Linked DNA regions of Mus musculus: region 2 is linked to region 1. A link is a contact called in public Hi-C data. All regions are on one chromosome and are shown on one strand. Each heading gives the region's core, a stretch centred on a gene start, on an enhancer-like site or on the middle of the called end of the contact. The rest is flanking DNA. Distances are from core to core; before and after follow the strand shown. Region 1 overlaps Naip2 (NLR family, apoptosis inhibitory protein 2). Region 2 overlaps Rad17 (RAD17 checkpoint clamp loader component).

Region 1 (5,349 bases), core at 1,616-4,115:
TGTGGGCATTAAACCCTTCAGCTATAGGTGAGATATCTTACTGGGAAAGCATTTGCCTACCATGTGCAAAGCCCATCAACAGCTTGAAAAAAAATTAAACCCATCAAAACCTTTATCAGACACATTGTTTGAAAGCCTTTTCCTCGCATTCTGTATGTTGTCATTTTACCTCTTTATGTGGATACATGAATGATTGTTAATTTTGATGAGGTCTGATATATATACATACACACACACACACATATATATATATATATATATATATATATATATATATATATTGCTACTGCTTCTTATAACACATCTAAAGATACATTTTAAAGTCCATGATTCTAAACATTACCTTTTTCTTGTAAGAGTTTTATAGTTTTATCTTGTACATGTGTCATTAACCCAATTTTTGCCTTTTATGAGTTGGAGGCAGGAGTCTAGCTGTGCATGCTTTTGTATGTGCAAAACTAGATGTTCCCACACTGTTGGTTATGGAGATGTCAGTTATTTTTGTGAGTCTAGAGTCCAGCACAGGGCTTGCCCTAGAGTTTGCCCATGATCAGCAGATGCTGCAGCTGGCAGTAACTTCATGCATGTGCTTCCTAATCAGACGTTAGGATGTCTGAGGAGTTTCATCTTGGAAGTATGAATATGGCTGAAGATCACAGCACCTTGAGAACTTGCACTTGGGGCTCTTGAGTGATGGGAACTCTGTGCTGCCTTCCAGATCAGCTCTTCCATAACTTGCACAAGTTCCTGGGCCTGAAAGAACTGTGTGTGAGACTAGATAGCAAGCCGGATGTGCTCTCAGTCCTTCCTGGAGAGTTCCCAAACCTCCATCACATGGAGAAGTTATCCATCAGAACCTCCACGGAGTCTGACCTCTCCAAACTAGGTAAGGGATGGTGCTTGATCTCCAGTTCACATCTCAGCTGGAAAAGCTAGTTGGCTAGTAATTGTTAGAACCATTAAATCATCATTAATCAAAACTTCCCTGGGCCTGACAGCATGAACTGTGTCCATGGGAAAGGGTGGGACCAGTGCTCTTAATCATCAGGAAGGCAGAGATTTCTTTCTTTTTTTCTTTTCTTTTTCTAACTCAGTGACAGACAATTAAGTGTTACTCCCATTTTAAACAACTACAAATAAGCAAAACCAGGTATAACGCTGTCCCACCCCTCCATGCTGTAGCCAAGTCAACTTTCAGACAACATGAAACAGCATTTCCTCCCTACTTGTGAACAATGCCAGAGAAAGTGAAGCCCACAGGGGATGAGAACGAAGAAGATTCTGTTCCTCACAAGCAGGTGAAGGAGGAGCTGCCTGATACGATTTCTGCATTAAACTTTGACAGCCCCAGTAGTTTCCTTGAAAGTTTAATCTCACTCATCAAAGTGGAGAGTTTTTTTTTTCAAGGAATTCTGGGAACAAAAGCCCCTTCTCATTCAGAGGGATGATCCTTCACTGGCCCCATATTACCAGTCTCTGTTCAGCCTCTCAGATCTAAAGAGTTTCTGCAACCAAGGGCTATCCTATGAAAGAAGCTTGAATGTCTGCTGGTGCATCCGTGGGAAGACGAAGGTTTATGTAAGGATGGAAAGCACAGGGTTTTTTTTTCAGCTGAGAAAAGAATTTGATCAGAAGAGGGCAACGATTCAGTTTCACCAACCACAGAGATTTAAGGATGAGTTCTGGAGGATCCAGAAAAAGCTGGAATGTTACTTTGGCTCCTTCATAGACTCGAATGTGTACATGACTCCTGAAGGATCTCAGGGCCTCCCTCCACATTATGTTGAAGTTCTTATCCTGCAGCTACAGGGAAAGAAACACTGATGCCTGCACTCCCCAACTGTGCCCCTGGCACACGAGTACAGTATGGAGCCTGAGGACAGGACTGGCAGAGATTTATTTCTAACCCGAGTCTCTAACGTGTCAGGAACTGTTCTGAGCACTTCACAGATACTAGTTCACTCCTCATACCCACTGTGTGAGAGAAGGCATAATGATGATTGTTGACTGTCTACTGGGGGAACTGAGGTCATCGACTGCTCAGGTTATCAGGCAATGAAAGTGTATCTTCAAACAGAAGATCTGACTCTACAACTTGAGCTGTCCACTCCTATCCCTTCCTCTCCACAGCAGTGTGAGGAGTTCTCTTCTTGTGCTGCTGTTTTAGTCCCACGTAAAGATCTGATCGCTCAGGGAGAAGGAATCTGACTGGGAGCAGCCTTGACCTTTTCTCCATTTCTCTCCATCCCAGCCTCCTGCTGCCAGACAGCTGTGTAGCCATCTTTCTAGGTCATGTCATTTAGCAAAATGATTAAAATACCATCAGATTCTAATTTTTAAAACACTGAACACTGAAGAAATACAAACTGGGGACTGACATGGCATATTTGCATACCAAAAGTCTCTAGCATGGGCCATGGTGGATACCTGAGAAGGACTGTCTGTCACAACTTTAAACCAGCCTAACTATGTGATTTCCACACTTTCATGGCCTACAGAAACAAAAACTAACCAACCAATCAAAAATTTTCTGACCAAGAAGATTGCTCATGGATGCTTGCTGCCAAGGCTAATAACTTAGGTTGGATCTGTGGGATCACAAGGCAAGAAGATAAAAGAGATAAACAGATTTCCCCCAAAGCTGTCCTCTGATAGCCACATATATATTATGGTGCTTTTGTGCTCTTGCACACACACACACACACACACACACACACACACACACACACACTCAGCAAATAGATAACTTAATTTAAAAACATTTTAAGTTGTGTTTCAGAATTGTTCTCCATTTGATGTTACTCTGTAGAGAGTTCTTATTGCATAAGTGAAGTGTGCAAACACAGGCATGTTGCAATGCTGACACTGAAGGTGAAATACAGGAACAGAAACCTGATTCAGAGAGTATCAGGAACTTCTCCCCAGTCGTCTGCTCACTAGCCAGTTGCAGTGTAGAAACCCAGGGTAGTCTGAAATCTAGATACTGAATCACTGCCTGTTTAATGAGTGTGGCTGCAACTCATGGACTGGGGGTTCAACTTTGACAGGAATTTGTGGTCTTATCTAATTTCTGAACATCTTTCATCTTTTCCAGTTAAGTTGATTCAGAACTCTCCAAATCTCCATGTTTTCCATCTGAAGTGTAATTTCCTTTCGAATTGTGAGCCTCTCATGACTGTGCTTGCTTCCTGCAAGAAACTCAGAGAGATTGAGTTTTCTGGACGATGCTTTGAAGCCATGACCTTTGGTAAGAACTGTACAGCCTTGACCTCAGATGCTCCTGTCCACAGAGTCATTAAATACTTGAGAACTAAGTGTCACTGATGTCATGGGATCTGTGAGAAAACCTGATTCTCAGCGAGGCTCTCATAAGAGTGAATGAACTACAGTTAATAAATGACAGTTTAAACATAAACTACAGTTTAAACATAAACAACAGTTTAAATATTTCATTTGCAGAGTTGTGTCTTCTACTTAGTCATAGTGATTCAGTCTGAATACTATAGCATGTTTCACCATTTTTTAAGTTCTCTGTGTCATAGGAATGTATCTGACCTAACTCAATTTTATTTTCCCTTTCCTAGTCAACATTTTGCCAAATTTTGTTTTTCTGAAGATATTGAATCTTAGAGACCAACAATTCCCAGATAAAGAAACATCAGAAAAGTTTGGTAAGCTTATAAAACAGTATTTCTGATCTTCTTCTCCCCCTCTCCCTCCCCTCCCCACCTCCCCCTCCTCCTTCCCCTCCTCCTCCTTCTCTTCTTTCTATTCCTTTCCTCCTCCCTTCCCCTCTCCTCCTCCTGGGAACCTACAACAAAGCAAGTTATGACAGTTGGGTCCAGGACGTGCTGCTGCTATAAACAGTAGAGGATCCTTTATGATATAAAATGTTGCAGTAAAGTTTGCCGCTGACCCCACACATCCCGTATACACTTTAAATCATCTCTCCTTTGCCTACAATGCCCAATTCCATGTTTTGTTTTGTTTTTGTTTTTAAATGTGTTACATTGTGTTCTTCTGAGAATAATGAGGAAGAAATGCCTGTACATGTTTAGTACACACAGAATTGTTAAAACTTGAACCTGTGGTTGGTGAAATGTGCTGATGCCCAGCAAGGGTTATGCACCAGCCATGCTGGGCTTTGGAACATCATATTGATGCTCAGTCTCACCTCCAGAAGCCATTGGTCCCACACATCCTTACATCATTAAATGTAGTATTCTCATACTTGCTGACATCTTAGCATAGAAACTGGTCATGGTCGCACTGTGTAGCTTTGTTGTTGGGCTTCCACTCTAAAAATGGTATATCCTTTTGTTTCAAAGGTTTCAGAATACATATAAAGACTTCTATTTATTTTAAGAAAAATAATCTTATAGACAGTATTGAACACAATGATTTTGTATATGGGAGACACTAGCAGGGGAAAAGGAGATAGTGGAGGTATTGGGTACAGAGCTGTCTTCACAGTAGTTCCCAGACTTTTGTGTACATGGGAGAGGCTGGGTCCCCCTCCTTTTTCTTCCTTTCTGTGGAGACAACAACTGGGTGGCTTTGCTATGGCTTTGGAGATGATGGTAAAGCACCAAAGACAACATCAGCTCCTAAGAAGGCCACTGACACGTGACTCAGGTTCACTATGTAAAAATGCATCCTGACTATAAGAAAGTCAAGTTTCCCTGCTGCTGGAAAAGAAAATTACAAATACTGAAGCAGAAGGCTGATCTGTCTCAGACATAAGGAAGCAATTCTTTGGCCTCCTGTGCCCTAGCTTGGAATGAATCCTTAATGAAGTGAATGATTTTTTTCTTTTTAAAAAAAATGACTGCATATATACTGTCACAAAGTGAAGTTGAGGATTTTCTTCATAGAGGTCTGCCAAAATTGTAAATAAATTTGTCAGGAAAAAGGACTGGGAGACAGCTCAGCAAGTAAGAGGCCTGGCACCAAGGCTGATGACCTGAGTTGGATCTCTAGTACCCATATGATGGGAGGAGAAAGAGCCCACTTCCAAAAGCCATCCTTTGATCTCTAAACTCCTAAATCCATACCATGCTACACATATGCCAACACACACATACACACACAAACACATGCAAACAGAAACACACACATACACACTATGTACATATGTAAGTTAAATTGCTTTGCAAATGTCAGCAAGAAAGGAAAGAACCAAAAAATTGGAAATATTGGTGAAAATTCATTGTTTGCTATTCCATAAACATCCATAAAATGTATACACATATATAGAAATCTAGATTTGCATACACAGGCGTCTCTCGGGACAGTCACAGAAAAGACCAGAAAGCACTTTACTAGTAACAAATACCAGGGTTCAACTGC
Region 2 (5,349 bases), core at 1,198-3,697, 490 kb before region 1:
ACTGCGTCATCTTTAACTTTCAGTAACTCCAGTCACAGAAGAAAATATTTGCCCTCCACATTAGAAAGTAACAGATTGTCGGCTAGAAAAAGAGGAAGGCTCTCTTTAGAACAGACTCATGGTCTAGAAACTTCAAGAGAGCGTCTGTCCGACAATGAGCCGTGGGTGGATAAATATAAACCAGAAACTCAGGTATGTGCTGGGTACCATACAAACATGTCTGCACATTGTTAGGATGCATGAGCATGGATAATAAAGAAGACTTTTTCAGATTTTTTAAAAATTTTTTTTTGTTTTTTCTTTTTCGAGACAGGGTTTCTCTGTATAGCCGTGGCTGTCCTGGAACTCACTCTGTAGACCAGGCTGGCCTTGAACTTAGAAATCCACCTGCCTCTGCCTCCCAAGTGTTGGGACTAAAGGTGTGCGCCACCACTGCCTAGCCCAGATTTTTATTTTTAAGAAGCTTTTTATCTTGGTGGGTAACCCACACATTTAATCCCATCACTCAGCAGGCTGAGTGAGTTTAGTGCCAGCATTGTCTACATAGCAAGTTTCAGGTGAGCCATGGCTATATAGAGAGACCCAGCCACAAAATAAATAAGTAAAAATGTAGTAGAGAAGAAAACACCATTTTGTACTTTTTGTATGTTTAAAGGCTGTGCAGCTACCGAGTTACTCTGTAGTTGCCCCATCTCTTCTGTCTGTAATTTCGCCGTAGACTAGAGGTTACAATTGTGGTAGGTACCTTCTCCGTTTCTCCCCAAATCTATCGCTGGGTTGTTTAGAAGTTTCAAGATAAGCAGTGCATCAGCATGAGAATAGGGTTTTTCCATAAGAGTATAAAAATTAAGGGGCTGGGGAGATGCCTCAGCAGTTAAGAACACTGGCTGCTTTTCCAGAGGACCCAGGTGCCATTCTAAGCACCCACAGGATTGCTTAGCACCATCTGTAACTACAGTTGCAGAGGATCTGATGCCCTCTGAGTGTACCAGGCATATTACATTGACATACAAATATGGGCAAAACACCCATTCATATAAAATGAAGAATAATATAAGAAACTTGAGCTGATGAGGTAGCTGAGAAGGGTACAGGCAGGTACATGGTGGAAGGAGAGAACAGACTTCTACAAGTTGTTGGCAGCCCCCTCAAAACAAATTAATAAGCATAAAACATAGTAAGGTATAAAATATAAATAAATAAGTAAAAATTTAAGTATAATCAAAAAGCTGTATTATAACATAGCACAGTACTGTTTTGCAAACATTTTTAGATTTATTCTTTTGTGTGTGAGTATTTTGCCTGCATGTATGTATGTACACCATTTGTGTGCTGGTTCCCACAGAGGTAGAGAGTATCAGATCCCCTGGAATTAGAGTTAAAGTTGGCTGTGAATCACCATGTAGTTACAGGGAATCAGCCAGGTCCTCTGGAAGACCAGTAAGTGCGTTTAACTGTTGAACTATCTCTTCAACCTGTTTTGCAACTTTTTTTTTTGTTCACTAAAATGTTCATATTAAAAGCTGCTGATAGGCTAAAAATGTTTTGAAACATTTTTAACCTCAATTTTTTATCTTAGCATGAACTTGCTGTTCATAAAAAGAAAATTGAAGAGGTCGAAACCTGGTTAAAAGCTCAAGTCTTAGAAGTGAAGCCAAAACAGGTAAGTAAATGCATTTAAAATATTTAGCATCATTTGTTCTCTGACTTAAAAGATGTTAATCATATTTTTCTTCTTTTTTGAGACAAAGTATCACTTTGTAGCCCTGGCTGTCCAGGATAGCCTCAAACTATCAAGAGATCTGCCTGCTTCTGTCTTCAGACTATGGGGGTTAAAGATATGCTCATTATATAGCCCAGGCTTCCCTGGAACTGATTGTGTACACCCTAGGGTGGTTTTGAATTTACGATGCTCCTTCTGCCTCATCTAAGTTGTGGGATTATAAACATGAGCCACCATGCCTGGCAGGAAGCTAATCTTTTATGATGACTTTATTTATATATCTTCATATTACCTTCAACAAAAGCTTCCTGCTCTGTTATTTCCAACCTCTCTAAAGCCTCCTGGAGGGGCTAGGAGACAGTTCAGAGAGTTGGACAACTTGCGTTCACTCCTTGGGTACCACATATTAGAGGGCAGAATCAGTTCCTACAGCTGTCCTTGACATCACCTTGTGACACACTCATGCTCCCTCACAGTGAGTAAGTAAATGAGTGTAGTTGTTTGCTTTGTTTTAAAACACTCCAAGACTTGAAGTTTCCCCCCTTATTTGTCCCCTTTTCCCCCTTACGTCCTAACTTTAGCCTAAGGCATATAGTAAGCCAATGGAGTGCTAGTGTTTTTAGCATATCTCATTATTTCACAGTAAAGCAAGCAGTCCGTTTACATAGTAGTGGTTTAAAAAAAAAACCAGCTATATCTGGAAACAGTCCTCATTAATGTTAACTTGATGTTTTGTTTCACTTCCTTACTCCACAGTTACTCTTAGCCCCTCCTTTAAAGGTAGACTATTTTCTCTTCCTCTTTAGAAACTTTTTTTTTTTTTTAAAGATTTATTTAATGTTGTATGAACATCCTGACACACACCAGAAGAGGGCATCTGATCCAATTACAGGTTGTTGTGAGCCACCATGTGGTTGCTGAGAATTGAACTCGTGACCTCTGCAAGAGCAGACAGCACTCTTAACCACTGAGCCATCTCCAGCCTCCCCTCTTTAGAATCTTTAAACACACAGGAAAAAAGAACCATTCATATCTTCACAATATAGCCCTCCTTTTTTTGTAAGTCCTTTATATTAAATTAAAACTGACTCTGGGTGGTGTGGTGGCACACATCTTTAATCTCAGCAGTCATGAGGCAGAGTCAAGGGGATCCCTATGAGTTCAAGGCTAGCCTGGTCTACAGAGCAAGTTCCAGGCCAATCAAGGCTACACGGAGAAACCCTGTCTCCAAAAAAGAAAAAAAAAAAAAAAAAAAAAAAAGAAAAGAAAAAAAGAAAAGAAGAGAAAGTATTGATACTTGCTATAACATCCCTGAAGTAAAACAGAATCCTGACATTTCAGCCAGGTGTGTTAGTGCACTCCTTTAATAACTCAGGAGTCACAGTCAAGGGGAATCTCTTGAGTTCAAGGCCAGCCATGACTAACATAGTTGAAACCCTGTCTCAAAACAACAGAAACTCTGATATTTCAGCCAGACTTGAGATTGTAACCTTTTTTTTTTTTTTAATTTATTTTTTTGAGTGCTCTGGGCCTCACTTTAAACTTTTATTCCTAATTTATTATATATACACCATATTCTCCTTTTAAAAAATTACAGTGTACAGTGTTACCTGTCCTCAAAATGCTTTCTGCGGCTGGTATGTTTCAGCTAGAACCTAAACAAGAATCAGGCATTACGTTTGATTGCTGTGTCTCTTAGTCTTCATTTCCTTTTCTTAATCTTGTAACAGTCTGTGTCTTTTAGTTTTTCTCTTAGTATAAGACATTGGCTTATGGGCTGGAGATGGCTCAGAGGTTAAGAGCACTGACTGCTCTTCCTAGAGGTCCTGAGTTCAATTCCCAGCAACCACATGGTGGCTCATAACCATCTGTAATGGAATCTGATGTCCTCTTCTGGTGTGTTTGAAGAGAGCTACAATGTACTCATACAAAAAATAAATAAATAAATAAATAAATAAATAAATAAATAAAAAAGACATTGACTTAGTTGAAGAAAACAGGCCTGTTGACAGCAAGAGCCTCATACTTGGATTTGTGTATGGTGGCTTGTTTTCTCTGACAGTGTGTCCTGTATTTGTATTTTCCAAAACTTTTCTTTTCCTCTTTGAGAGATGATCTCACTCTATTACCCAGGCTAGACTCAAACTCCTGGGCGTAAACATTCTCACTTGGGTCTCCTGAGTAGCCAGGTGTAGGCTTGATTAGTTCAGATAGAACACTTCTTTATGAGTCTGTGCCTTGATGGATGCTTTATATTATGTATTAGAAAGTAAATGGCCGGGTGTGGTGGCGCACGCCTTTAATCTCAGCAAGCCAAGAGGAGAAACCAGTAAGCAGCACTCCTCCATGGCCTCTGCATTAGCCCCTGCCTCCCGGGTTCCTGCCCTGAGTTCTCTCAGTATCGCAGTGTGGCTTGAGTATTGTAAGTGAAAGTAAACCATTTCTCCCTAAATTATGTGTTAATGGTGTTTTATCACAGCAGTAAAAACCCTAAGACAGTTGTCATCTGGAGAGCTTCTGGTTTGCCTTGCACACCTTTCTGGGTGATCGTAGTTAATCCTCCAGACTTGGGGTGTCTAATTAGAGGACCCTGAAATTTCTTCCTGGACTCTTTCCTCTGTGTTCCATCTATTACAATGGTCCAACCCGTGGGGCATGACCCTCTCACAGGGATCCCCTGAGACCATCGGAAAACAGATATTTACATTATAGTTCGTAACGGTAGCAAAATTACAGTTATGAAGTAACAGCAAAATAATTTTGTGGTGTTGGGGGGGGGGGGTCACCACAACATGAGGAACTGTATTAAAGGATAGAAGCATTAAGAAGACTGAAAACCGCTGGGCAGTGTTGGCGCACGCCTTTAATCCCAGCACTTGGGAGGCAGAGGCAGGCGGACTTCTGAGTTGGAGACCAGCCTGGTCTACAAAGTGAGTTCCAGGACTGCCAGGGCTACACAGAGAAACCCTGTCTCGGAAAAAAACTAAAAAACAAAGACAAAAACAAAACAAACAAAAAAAGATTGATTATTTATTTGAGTACATTGTCGCTATCTCTAGACACACCAGAAGAGGGCATCTAATCCTATTACAGATGGTTGTGACCTATCACGTGGTTGCTGGGAATTGAACCTAGGACCTCTAGAAGAGCAGCCAGTGCTCTTAACCACTGAGTCTTGTCTCCAGCTCAGCACTGACCTGTCTTTAGCAGGCCACATCATTGTTTACGTTAGGGCTTCCTTTTAATTTTCAACTTCAGAGTAAAAAGGTTGGTGCTTTAGTTGTTTTGTTGTTGTTGTTGTTTTGTTTGTTTGTTTGTTTTTTTCCGAGACATGGTTTCTCTGTGTAGCCCTGGCTGTCCTGGAACTCACTCTGTAGACCACTCTGTAGACCAGGCTGGCCTTGAACTCAGAAATCCGCCTTCCTCTGCCTCCCGAGTGCTGGGATTAAAAGCGTGCGCCACCACCGCCCGGTGCTTTAGTTGTTTTGAAAGGAACACATTCTCCTCCTTTTTGCTTGTGGTACTGTACAAGGACTTGATCCTAGGGACCACCAACCCCCTTTTTAAAGTTTGAGACATGATCTTACCTTGTAGCCTGAGCTGGCCTGGAACTATGTAGTTAGACT

What was found. Hi-C and Micro-C count contacts between places; a contact is called where the count stands out from the background.
Region 2: a Hi-C map of bone marrow-derived macrophages shows a contact between it and region 1, with 2.3 times the contacts expected there. The contact joins two enhancer-like sites. A contact is called at or near these places in 4 of 39 promoter capture datasets (cranial neural crest, hippocampal neurons, maxillary cranial neural crest and 1 more), 7 of 484 Hi-C or Micro-C datasets (bone marrow-derived macrophages, cortical neurons, nephron progenitors and 2 more) and 3 of 9 other capture datasets (adipose tissue, liver and pancreatic islet).

What each region holds. Positions count from the first base shown.
Region 1 is chr13:100,150,392-100,155,740 of GRCm38.p6, reverse strand. Naip2 (NLR family, apoptosis inhibitory protein 2) reads left to right here. Exons shown (of 16, transcript NM_001126182.2): 12 at 719-886; 13 at 3,095-3,247; 14 at 3,585-3,671. It also overlaps the pseudogene Gm18413. Among named protein-coding and RNA genes, the nearest start is that of Smn1, 28 kb to the right of the region's middle. Within about 2 kb of position 2,865, at least 47 of the 459 cell types and tissues checked have an H3K27ac peak or open chromatin away from gene starts, as enhancers often do. A contact at or near this core is called in bone marrow-derived macrophages, where this site is marked.
Region 2 is chr13:100,639,834-100,645,182 of GRCm38.p6, reverse strand. Rad17 (RAD17 checkpoint clamp loader component) reads left to right here. Exons shown (of 17, transcript NM_001044371.2): 3 at 1-192; 4 at 1,580-1,663. Among named protein-coding and RNA genes, the nearest start is that of Rad17, 8.6 kb to the left of the region's middle. Within about 2 kb of position 2,447, at least 45 of the 459 cell types and tissues checked have an H3K27ac peak or open chromatin away from gene starts, as enhancers often do. A contact at or near this core is called in bone marrow-derived macrophages, where this site is marked.